Linked DNA regions of Hordeum vulgare: region 1 is linked to region 2. A link is a contact called in public Hi-C data. All regions are on one chromosome and are shown on one strand. The core of a region is the stretch at or near the end of the contact, and the rest is flanking DNA. Distances in the headings are between cores, read along the strand shown. Region 1 holds the start of LOC123408080 (probable fructokinase-6, chloroplastic). Region 2 holds the start of LOC123406926 (probable serine/threonine-protein kinase SIS8).

Region 1 (6,462 bases), core at 3,542-6,041, 380 kb before region 2:
ACTCAACTCTTCTTCCGTTACTAACTGAAACTCTTCTGTACTTTGATCTTTCTAACACGTCTGCCTTTTCGGACTCTAACTGTGGCACCAGTCGCACACCACATCCGCTGCTGTCTCAGTATGCCAAGGCACACGTCCTTCCAGAACTTGAGCCCAAACCCTACACTAGTGCACTTGTAGGACTGCCGTCCATAACATTCAGCATATTGTGCAGACCTTTCCATATAGCTATTCGAAACTAAAAATTCAGACTCTGTACAGATAAATTAAAAGTACATATAGCTACCTCATTTGGAAATCATTTCATACTTCTACAACAACAACAACAAGAACAACAAAGCCTTTAGTCCCAAAGAAGTTGGGTAGGCTAGAGGTGAAACCCATAAATATCCAGGAAGAGTTCTGTATGCCCCACTGAGCTCACTCTACTACTAGGCAGGCTGAAGAAGAAAACAAAAGGATTGTGCTTCCTTATTCTGGCAGTACTAGTTATACCTGGAGGAGTGAAAAATCCAGAGCTAGCTGAGATAATATTCCAGCAACAAAGGCATCCCCAGCACCAGTGGTGTCAACAGCATTTACCTTTAATCCACCAACTTTTCCACTAAATTCCTGTTGTTTTACAAAAAGAGCATATATAGACTTAGTTACACAAGACCAGTAAGTGACTGCATGAAATAGTTAAGGACATAATATCTGTCCTACAGGTCTGTGTTAAACTATGTATATCTCTAGGTTAGCCGCACCTCTTATTCTCTTTCTTGTTAGCCTAGGATATCTAGTTATCACATTTATCTCCTCCTTCTTTCTTGTATCATAAGACTTGATGTATGCGCTTATGGGAGGTGCGCCCCATCCTATTTAACACGAAACCGTCGGCCCTAACAGGCACAACGTTCTACCAAAACCAATAGTCTGAATATGCTCACAACAGATAGATTATTATACTAGAGGAAAAAATAAGTCTCTAAAGGACGATTGGCTAGCAGCATAGCACCACTCGGCTACACAACTCTGGTTTGCCTCCTCCCTTTGACTACAATAGGGGTATCCATCTTATGCTCTGCACCACATTTTTTCTATACTTCAGGAAAAGATTTTAAATGCTGTATGACTTCTGCAACATAGCCAAGTATGTTCGCGGAGATCCTAAAAAAAATGCAGCTGCATCTCAGCAATCCCTTACTATTTACCAATACAAGTTACTTTAAACTTGCAATAAATGACTAGATATACAGGTCACGGATAGACATTACCTTGGAATAATATCTACAGCCGTCTGGACCTTCAGTGACAAGAAGCAACTTCGTGTTTGGATGGATAAGTTTCTTTACAACAGAATCATCATATGGATCCTCCCCATTCGTCAAAAAGGAAATCTCCTCTGCACTTACCTATTTTCAAAGAAGATGCATGATCAAGAGAATAAGCATTTGGTGACCGCAAATTACTTGTAAGCTGCTGCCTGTTAGTTGTTACCTTGATAAGATCAGCAGTATCCCATATGCTCAGGATACCATCTCTAGCATCATCAGCTGATGTCCACAGTGGGAGCCTCAAATTCGGATCATATGAAATTAGTACCCCAGCATTTTTAGCAGCTTTGGAAGCTGCAATATGTGCCGTTCTACATGGCTCTGTTATCAGACTTATTGATCCATGATGGAAGATTTTTGCCTAGCATGATTAAGTAAAGTTCAGCTTATCACTAGCGCATTACATGATTAAACAAACATGTTGTGATAGAGAAGCATAGATATTGCAATAATACTATAACACTATGTAATTTTCATACCTTCCTGATAAGGTCAAGGTCAAGCTCTTTTTCTTCAAGCAGCATGTCTGCACTTGGATTACGATAAAACATGAATTCACGTTCACCGTCACTTCGAAGTGTCACAAATGCCAAAGCTGTTCTAGCATGAGTATCAAATAGCAATCCTTGATTGTTCACGTTATTCTCCTTCAGCATGTCAGATAGCATGTATCCAAATTCATCATCACCAACCTGAATGTATTCAGTGTTAAATACATGAGCTGAAAAAACACCAAGTACACAAATGAATGCACTTTGAGGTGAAAACAACATGGAATTAATGATATGGAGCACATCACACTTAAGGTCTCTAAATATAAATTCCAAAAACAACAACTATAATTCATCTCCCTGAAAGGTTCTTATACATGGAAGTGGTCCTCCAGAGTCACCAAACTTGCAGTTACCTGGCATAAACCTATCAGCTAGATCAAGTATCGAGATCTGCAAACACGGAACCACTTCTTGGCTCTGGTTTCACTTTCCTCGATCTTGGTAGAGGTGATGCTGTGCTCGTAGGCAAGATTCAAGGTGCATACTACCAAGATGTGTTACATGCGTAAGGATGTCAGAACCATACAAGCAGCCAAGCCGTCTGCAACAATGAGCGGGAGCCAGGAGGAATATGCACATGTTTCTACAATTCTACTCATGCAATGCCTAAAATACTGCACAGAACTTTATGTGAGTCATCCGAATGCTTCATATATGAGTATGTGAACTTAGATGAATTTCCGACAGTTTTAGAAGTTTAGGAACTTCCACACGAGAAACTTTTTCCGAGACCCACCTAAGTGGAATTTGTGGGACGAAAAGTGCAATTTAGTCTATTTTGTTTGAGGGTGTATGCAGTGCACATAAAACTGTAAATTAAAACAAAAAATTGGCAAAAAATTATCTGCACGTATTTTCCTTTTTTTCCATCTGTAGTGTATTTACGCATGCTTGAAATTTCTCACTCTTCTATTGCAACATGCAGAAATAGGAAGAAATTTACAAATTACCTTTCCAATGAAAGCTGCTGAGCCACCGAGACGAGCTATTCCAACTGCAACATTGGCCGGTGCACCCCCTGGAGCCTTCTTGAAGGCTGGTGCATCTGACAATGACACGCCACTAACAGTTGGGACGAAGTCGATCAGTAATTCCCCAAAACAGACCACATGTGGAGAATCGCTCGTTCCAGGGGTGCCATCACTGTTTGAAATCGCTTTGGTACAAACTATGGTTGAAAATTGAATCAAACAGGAATGAGATCAAATTCACTGGCTTTGACAGAACCACATATAAAATAACAAAACATAGCTTGGAAACAAATCTTCTTTCAATCCAAAAAATAGTAATATCTGGAAAAGAAGAAATGCAAAAGTTTTTAGGCAGGAACTGCAACATATCCATACTATCGCCCGCTCGGCTGCAGACGAACTCATGCTTTGGTCCAACAGATGCTCCAACGAGCAGGCTGTGAACCTTTTTCGTGATTGGTGTACAATGTTGTTCCACATATCTATGAGATTGTAACCCAAATGTTTTTGTAATCTCACCCTCACCCCTAACTCTCAAACTTTGTAAATGTAATCTTATCTTATAATGAAATGGTTCAGGCCGGCGTAAGCCCGCCGTAGCACCATAAAAAAAAGTAATATTATTAATTTAATGTGTGAAACCAACCCCAATCATTGCACTTGAAACCCATTTCAGTCCACAAAAAGCTCCTGAATGATCACTATACAGGCCAACAGGATCATGATACTTTATTTTGAGAAATGACAGGATCATGATGTTAGTCCTTAGTAATGCATTAATGATATATGTTTCTGGACCATCACCACAACAAATGACTTGCTACCCTAGTACCCTGGTTAACAGAGTATGCATGCCAAACCCATTTGGACTGAATAAATCTTTTAGATACAATAAACCAGACTAATTTCCAGTTTTCCACACAATGAACTGTTTGCCATCCGCATATCTTAAGATTTCTTCCTGCCTACACTACCAGCCACTAGCACACAACGCGCACACATCACAGATACAGAAAACAAATTACCGAGAGCACAACGCATGCTTCTCAGACATGCGTCCATGCCCACACTCACTATTCAACCAACTTCCAAATATATGACAGAAATCAAAGGTTCAGCCATCCATGTCTCAGGATAGCAAAGGCAAACCGGATTGTGCATCTTTTTGTTCCTCAGACGTCTGACAAACTAGTATCCTACTCCAAAATCAGCAAGATCGAACGAACTGTTCGAATCGCACAATATTTACGCCTGGGGACTCCCTTCATTCACACAAGGGAAAAAGCATGTGTCCACCACACCTAACACATTCGATGATTTCAAAAACTATACGGTAGTCAGCAGTGCCCCAACGCCTACAATCGCTTAGCTCTTGGAGCCACCTAAACAAGGCACCGAATCCGCCTGAATACTAACCCGGTAACCCCAATCATTGGCAGGTAGCAACTACTTCTACCTGTAACCGTATAGAAGCATGTGCCATCCAGTATAGGCTACCTGCGGACTTCTGGAGCGGCGCGCGCGCGGCGGAGGCGAGCGGTCGGAAGAAGCGCCTGCCGCCGACGCGAGGCGGCGGGGAGGAGGGGAGGCAGTGGCCCGCGGCGCAGGGCGGGGCCGCCGCGCGGAGAGCCATGCAGGTGTGGATGCCGGTACACGGCCTTACGGGCTCGAGCGGCACCGACCAACGGGTTGGGGAGACGCTGCCGGCGGTGGTAAGCGGATTGTGCTGTCGCTGCCGGCGAGGGAATGCGGCGGAGGAGGCGAGGCAAGCGAGCGCCTCTGTCTCCTGATTGGTTCTCTCTGCTGCGTTGGCGACCGGCGGGTGGAGTGGCGGCCAGCTGTGCGGGTGTTTCCCGTGAGACTAGGGAGGGTGCCCTTGCCGTCCGATCTCCGATGTTCGTGCGAAACGCTGAATGGACGGCGCAAAATTAACAGCAGCATGGTATTAGAAGCTAGTGGAAAAGAAAGCATTGAGCTCGTCCAGATCCTTTAAAAGGGATCCGATCCGTGAATACGGGAGGCTCGTAAAACGTCCGAGTTTCGAGATAGACGATGCCCCGCTAGTTACGGCGGGAAATGTATGGATAAATGATAGTAGAAGACTAAAATTAATGCAAAAATAAATATAAAATTTTCTGAAAAAAATAATGCATGAGGTGGTATGTTTTGCATGAAGAGATTAATGAAAAAAGTAACTTATGACTTTATGCATGACTTGATGATGTGACATTGTTGCATGGAGAGGAAAATTAGCTAGTGGGTTGTAGCTATTTAAGAATACATGATTCACGCGTTGTAGGGATTTAGCGTTCCGTCCCACATATCATGTAGACTCTTTTGTCGCAAACTCTTTCCCTCCGGTGAGAAATCTTTTCCCTTTCAGCGATGAATCCCTTCCCATCCGACCATCAGATCTCTATGAAGATGGCATCTGGGCACGGCGGGATTGGCGAGCGCAAGCGTCGCAACGACGGCGACGCAGGCGACTCCGACCTCCGACCTCCCGTGTCGGAGAAGCAGAGGGAGGCAGCGCGCATGCGTGGTCCCAAGTCTCACAGTGTCGCTTCGAGGTCGTCGGCGTGGGACAGCTTCCACCGCCTCGGCGCTGCAACGCCGGAGGCAAGCGGAGCTCGCGTGGTTTCACGCGAAGAAGGCCGCCACAACCGGCCATGTGGTTGTGACCGTGCGGTTGCCGGTGCTATGGGAGGAGTTCGACCTGCACCGCTGCACGTCACACTTTGCTTCACCCTGATGTACCATACCCTGAAGGCGACGAGTCACTGCCCGCCGACGCCATCAACTCCGTAGCAACTCAGACAACGACGACGGGTAGATCTAGGGTTTTTAATTTTGTTTTATTTATTTATAATTATGGTTGTAAAACTAAAACTCCCCTGTGCGTGTGATGACTACTATGCTATGTGTGTGTGATGAACACCAGCGAATTGTTGTAGCCCGAACTAATTTGTTTGAATTTTCAATATTGATTTGCGGTATCTGTTCTTGCAGAAGGGGGACGTCCTCCAAAAAATGTTTACGAGATCCTGTAAATGATTTATGCGGGACACTGATTTGTGGGATCTGCTAGAGATGCTCTAAGGGCATGTCTAAGGTAGACCCGCAAACCTCCCGCAATCGTGTGGACCATGTTGTTCGGACCGCGGAAGCCATCCAACGCGGTCCTATACTGGTTTGCGACGCGGTCCGTGGTGTGTTTTCTCCCGTAGACTGGACACAAATGTGAGAGAGGTTTGCGGGAGTCTGCATTGATCCCAAGCCAGATTCTAACCGCCCTCGCGCACCAAAAAAACCTTCCCCTCCCGTGCATGCTTCCCGCCCGACGCTAGCTGCTCGCATTCATGTCACTGTAGAGCGTACCGCTCCACATTGAAGGTGGATCACGGCGGACGCGACCTCTCACTTCTTCAGCCATTGAAGCGGACCGCTAGCCAAGGGCGCCGCTCGCTGCATGTTGAAAGGATCGATATGGTTGACTAGAGGGGGGGTGAATAGGCAGCAACCACTTTTTAATTAATCTTAGCAAGTTAGGGTAAACAACATATGGGTTCACAAGAATAGCAACAATGGGGTGAACCGTTATGAAGCTAACAACAAGAGCTA
Region 2 (6,088 bases), core at 1,557-4,056:
TATACGCAAGTCAGACGCCAGTCGTCCTGGTTCGGGACAGATACAGTTGCATCAACATCGTACTCTGCTTAACCAAAAACATCAAGTTTTATTCCATCATTCCAGAACAAACCAATACCTCCACTACGACCAACACTACTAACTGCATAGGCATGCTTAAAACCTAAAGTACCAGCCAGACTTTCGACACGTGCTTTTGAGATTTGTGTTTCCACTATGCATAGCACTGTCGGGGCAAATTGCTTCCTAAATAACAAAGCTCTCGAATTGTCGCTGCTTTGCCCGCACCGCGACAATTCCAACATAGGAGATTCATTGTGCCCGGCGATCCTCCCCTCGGGGGGTCGCCGATTTTGCATCATTGGGTTTGTCGGAAGCAGTTCCCTTCTTCTCTCTGATTTTTCCGTATTGGTTCACAGCCTCTTCTGATCTTGCTTAGAGGATGGACTCGCTGGGGCTATTGCACTGGGAGGGAGTGCGAGTAAAGCCTTCTGGGCCATAGGCAGAGCTAGACCACCCAAAAGGGTTCGTTGATCTGACAACCTTTTCCTGTTGTCATCGGCCTCTACCATCACCACATCAGGGTCTGAATCCTCAGCCTCAGTGCCCGTAGGCACCGGTGTCTGGACAGCCATGCCGCTGCCGCGAGGGCCACCCCTTCTGCCACGTCCACCACCTCCTCCTGGGCCTGTCCCGACCCTCATCTGCGAGCTAGCATGAAGATCCTTGAAGTATAGAGCAGACGACGGATGCACCCCATCGCCGTGCTCCTTATAGACATGACCAAGGTGGCCACATACAACACACCAGTCAGGTAAGCATTCATACCTCACCCGGTAAATCTGCCTCTTAGAGTCACGGATCATAGACACAATGTTCTTTAGAGGTTAATGCACATTGATTCTCACACAAACTCTATAGAAGTTTCCTGCAAAATCCTGTGTCAGGGGTTCAGTAAAAAGGACCTCACCAACCTTCACATCAAGCGCCGGTACTAGATATGCATACACATCCGGCACATCATGGATATGCATCCAGATATTGATGAAGTCAAGGTTAACCATAGTTGGCTTGGTGATCCCATCATACGAGTCCAGTATCAGTGCATTACCCCTGAAGTTCCAGGGTCCATCGTTCATCACCCGTTCCCAATCACCAAGGCAGAAAAACTACAGGGTATAGAGATTCTCCTCCAAGGGGCGGAACTTCACCTCATGTGCAAGATCCCAAGCTGAGCGCATGTTCTTGAAAAACCAGTATTGACTATAGGGTTTAGTGATATGAACCCTACACACTGCCATCCATCTAACTGCGTCAGGTGGAGCTTCCTTTTCATCAAAACAACGACATCTAGGTCTCCTTCACAAAGCCCTAATTCTGCCATGAGTTGCTCAACCGCCGCGGCGGACGTAGATACAGACGCCTCCATCTGTTCTTTCCCCTTCGTTGCCATCATGAACCCTAGCCTGAGTTAAAAAACGACCGGGCTTGTTAAAGCTGACCCAAAACCTTCCCTCGCCACCACCGGTGTCGAACAAGACCGACTAGGGATACTAGATCCCTTCGTAGCCAGCCCGAAACAATCACCGGCGTGGTAGATCGGGGGTGGGAAGGCAAAACTCAACGACGGCGATGTAGTCGCCTTGGGAGAAAAGAAACCCTAACGAGAGGGAAACTAAGAGGAATAGTATCTCCCCCGCACAAAAGTTATACAGTAAAAATGCAAAAAATAAGGTCCTTCAAACCGATCTTTGGGGTCAGGTATACGGGATCTCTTATGTCCAGCACTGACCCGAAATTACTCTTGAACCTAGCCAGAATCTTCAATGCCAACTTGGCAGCAAGGAGCACGTGCGCGGACCCATTCCCGTCCCTAGGAAACCCAAATCGCAACGCAAACCTAGAAGAAGATTCCGCCACGCAAGCCACGCAACCAGGTCACAGACCCAAATTCCACAAGGAAACGCCTGGGGCCCACCGCCTAGTGGCTGCTCTGCGGGGCCGGCCCACCGCGGCCACCACCCCCACCCAGTTGCAGGCCAGCAGACACCCCCCACCCGCGTCAAGCTGAGCCACTGTCGATCGCGTGGAGCGCGTGGGTCCCCTGTCCTCCCAATGCCACGCGGGCCCGGGCGGGCGCACTCGGGATCCAAGGCCCCACATGGGGCGGGCGCGCGGGGTTTTCGAGGCGCAGCCGGCCAAGTTGCGCCCCTCCCTGCGCACAGCGCCGCGGCAAGTGGGACGCCAGGGCATGGGCCCGCGGTCCTGCCGTCACCAGGGCGCCGGGTCCCACGAGTCAGAGGGACCTCCGCCCACGCTGCGCCGGGTCCACCCGTGCCTTCGCTTTCCCGCTCACCTTCCTGCATGGCCCGTCCCGCAAGTTTTTCCCGTCGCTTTCCTCGGCCGCTTCCGCAGCAGTCACGGCGACGTCACGCCCGCGGACCGCGCGTCCCACTCCCTGCCGTGCGGGCTCTCACCACGTCTCGACCCCACCCGTCATCGACAGGAAGCGCGCACAGCCCTGTCCCAGCCGGCCGTGCCCCCCGTCGTCCGCACCGCACGAGAACTTTCCCTGTGACCCCAAACAAAACCTTTCTTTATTGATTGCGCACAGTGTCCACCAATCGCGCTCAAGCGCTGATTTACCAGCGATTTTTTCATAATTCAAAATGGAATTACGCTAGGAACACCCCCGTCGGCTACACAGAGAGGAAAGCCGAGTGTAGCGCGGCCGCAAGCAAGCGTGCACTGCAGCCGCCGGCCGGTGGCTGCGGAGCAAAATAATAAGCTGGGGTTAAGTTAATGCGGCTTTGGGCCGCTCGTAAGCAGCAGCAGCAGCAGGTCAATACCGCCTCCTCTCCGCTACAGGGGGAGGCCATAGCCGCTTCGTCTCCTCTGCCTGCCTGCCTGCATCCGGAGCGATGTCGGATCCGCCACCGCCCCAGCACCACCACCGCAGCAGATAGCGCCGGCGGCGGCGGCGTCGGCGGCGGGCGTGCGCGATGAAGAACTTCCTCAGGAAGCTCCACATCGGCGACTCCGCCGGCGACGGCGCCTCGTCGCCCGCGCCTCCCCTCCCGTCCTCCAAAAAGGGCGGCGGCGGCGGAGCCGGGGGCCACCACGCGTCCTCTGGAATCTCGAGCTGGCTCAGCTCCGTGGCCGGGCGCCCGCACCAGCCGCAGCCACAGCCGCCTTTGCCGGCGGCTGGGGCGGCAGTGGAGACGGGGGCGGAGGAGCTGGCGCTGGCCTCGTCGCTCGAGGAGAGGAGGGCGGAGGAGGAGGAGACGGCGAGGAGGGACGAGCGGAAGGAGGACAGGAAGAGGGAGATTGAGAAGCAGGAGAAGCGGGAGGACGAGCTGGAGGAGTACCACATGCAGCTGGCGCTGGAGATGAGCGCGCGGGAGGACCCCGAGGCGATGCAGATCGAGGTGGCCAAGCAGATCAGCCTCGGCTCCTGCCCGCTCCAGAGCTCCGCTGCCGAGGTCGTCGCCTTCCGTTACTGGGTAACTAATCACTTCCTCCTCCCTCCGTCGATCCTACACATTCGCATTGTAACTGTGATGGGATCTTACTCGTGCTCTGATCATGCAATCCGTCCGTTAGATTACCCAAGCACACCCAGTAGGTTAGTTGAAACCAGATTGTATCACACATTTCATTTGTTTGCTGAAAATACGTGCCGATCATGGTGTTGTTCTTCCGATAACTGTTCAATTCAATCGTCATCGAAGGGATGGACCGAACTGTTGCTACTGTAGTTAGGCAACTTAGCTAGATATATGATATATGTTCCCTCGCTCCACTGGTTGCTCCATAATAATGCTTGTGACTTGTGAGCAATAGCACGAGGGCGACCAGGGTCAATCGACTGAGGATTTCTTAATTCCCAGCCTAAACCGTGAACACAGAGTTCTCATCCAACTGCAAAAAAAAAAGGGGGGGGGATGTTAATGCTATTCTGATGGCTACGCTCAGTCCACTGATATAAGAAGTTCTAAGTCGATTGCATTATCAAATCCAAATGAAATAACGAGCCAACCTGCTACTTTCGAAGATATGGGCTAACAGTAATTTGTTTAGTGAACACTCAACCAACAGTCCCGGAATATCCACCATGTATCCTTTCCGTAATTAGAGGGTAGAGACTGTTAAGTGAATATTGCCCTACATTTTTGCAATTCTTACAATATTCTTACTTGCCTTATATGGTAGATTTGTTCGTGCTTCACAGAGTTTCAGTGCCCTTAGCTACGACGACAAAATATTGGATGGTTTCTATGACATTTGGGCCACCGGGGGCAAGCCCTCACTGCGAACCATACCCTCTCTGATGGAGCTGCATCAGCAACCTTTTTCTCTTGGAGCTAAAACAGAAGCTGTGTTGGTCAACAGAGCACAAGACTCCGAACTTGTAAACCTTGGGCAGAAGGCACTCATCATGGCCGTTGACTTCCGCTCTCAAACTTCACATTCTGTTGGCCGTGTTTTAATTCAGAGGCTAGCTATTTTAGTGGCAAACCACATGGGTGGGCCAGTTGTTGATCCAGAAAACGTGCTGTTGAAGCACCAGAATATGAGTAGTTCCCTGAGAGCTAGTATTAGAAGCTCCGTCATGCCTCTTGGCCGGCTCACAATTGGCCTGGCTCGTCACCGTGCGCTCCTTTTTAAGGTCAGTAACTTATTTCATTGTGGACAGCTCCTTTTTCTTAATTACAAAGTTTATCTGATGGGATATAGAATACATGAGAGTGTTAAGGTCCATCTATTTCTCAAATGCAATTCCTGATCTATTTTCTCAAATTTAACCTAGGTGTTGGCCGACAACCTTGATGTTCCTTGTCGACTAGTCAAAGGAAGGCAGTACACTGGATCAGACGATGGAGCCTTGAACATTGTGAAATTGAATGATGGAAGGTACTTATTGATTCCTTTACAGATTTTTATGTTACGCCACTTTTGCAGTGAGAAAAATGGAGAGTTGCATTACATTAATACATTGTCATGGTATTACATGTGCTACTTTCACATTTTTGCAGGGAATACATTGTCGATCTCATGTCAGATCCGGGTACTCTTATTGCTTCAGACGGTGCAGACTTGGGTAGAGAATTTGAAGAAAGTTCCTTTGCAGATAACCACCAAGGTGACAAAGATGACGGCAACACTCAGTTAGGATCTTCTGTTAGTGAACCTTCAAGTTCTGTGTGTGGTTCTTTTGAAAATGAGTCAAAAGGATCCACACCTACCAATATTGTGGATCCGTATTGTGTAATAACTAGCCAGACTCGTAACCAAGGATCTTTGCAATCAAGTTCATTGGGGGAACTATCAGCTGACTCACATGCAAGTGAAAGTTTGCCTATTATCAAGGAATCTAGAAATGCAGACCATACCTTGGCTGTGAAGAACAAAGAAAAGCCGATTGCAGCAAATAAGTCATCGTCAAGTTCACCTTCGTCTTCTGAGGTGGGTAGCTCTCCAGCTGTAAGGAGGACGAAGGTGAAAGATGTCTCAGAGTATATGATTAGTGCTGCAAAAGACAACCCCCAGTTAGCTGAGAAGATCCATGCTGTATTACTAGAAAATGGAGTTGTGCCACCACCTGATTTGTTTTCAGAAGAATCCAGGGAACGACCAAAAGACCTAATTGTGTATGACACATCTCTGTTTCAAACGAAAGGTGAAATGATAAAGCGGATGAATGAGCTTGAATCCACATCACATGATGAAAGTGATCATGGTCCTTTGTTGCCACCTCATCCTGGATATGAATACCAAACAAAGGCTGTTCCTTATCGTCCTAAACCTGTCCAAGGAATGGGTATTTATCACCCCTCAAATTTCCACGATAACATTAATCCATCTTTACCTCTGTATGAATCATCTGCACATGCCCGGGAATACCCATTTCAACTTATAAAGCAAATGCCTGTTACAGCTGCTGCAGTTGCAACTGCTGCAGTGGTTGCATCTTCAATGGTTGTTGCTGCAGCTAAATCTAACAGTGATATTAAACTAGATGTGCCTGTTGCTGCTGCTGCCACTGCTGCTGCTGTTGTTGCTACATCCGCTGCTGTTAAGCAATATG

What was found. Hi-C and Micro-C count contacts between places; a contact is called where the count stands out from the background.
Region 1: a Hi-C map of leaf shows a contact between it and region 2, with 5 times the contacts expected there. The contact joins the promoter of LOC123408080 here to the promoter of LOC123406926 in region 2. A contact is called at or near these places in 4 of 6 Hi-C or Micro-C datasets (leaf, seedling and an unstated tissue) and 1 of 1 datasets of contacts at active chromatin or transcription factors (embryo).

The regions. Positions count from the first base shown.
Region 1 is chr7H:95,597,348-95,603,809 of MorexV3_pseudomolecules_assembly, reverse strand. It overlaps LOC123408080 (probable fructokinase-6, chloroplastic), which reads right to left and starts at 4,791. Exons shown (of 8, transcript XM_045101281.1): 1 at 4,339-4,791; 2 at 2,821-3,038; 3 at 1,796-2,008; 4 at 1,480-1,677; 5 at 1,257-1,394; 6 at 496-612. The coding sequence starts at 4,474.
Region 2 is chr7H:95,218,933-95,225,020 of MorexV3_pseudomolecules_assembly, reverse strand. LOC123406926 (probable serine/threonine-protein kinase SIS8) reads left to right here and starts at 2,806. Exons shown (of 13, transcript XM_045099942.1): 1 at 2,806-3,503; 2 at 4,232-4,669; 3 at 4,811-4,914; 4 at 5,037-6,088. The coding sequence starts at 3,003.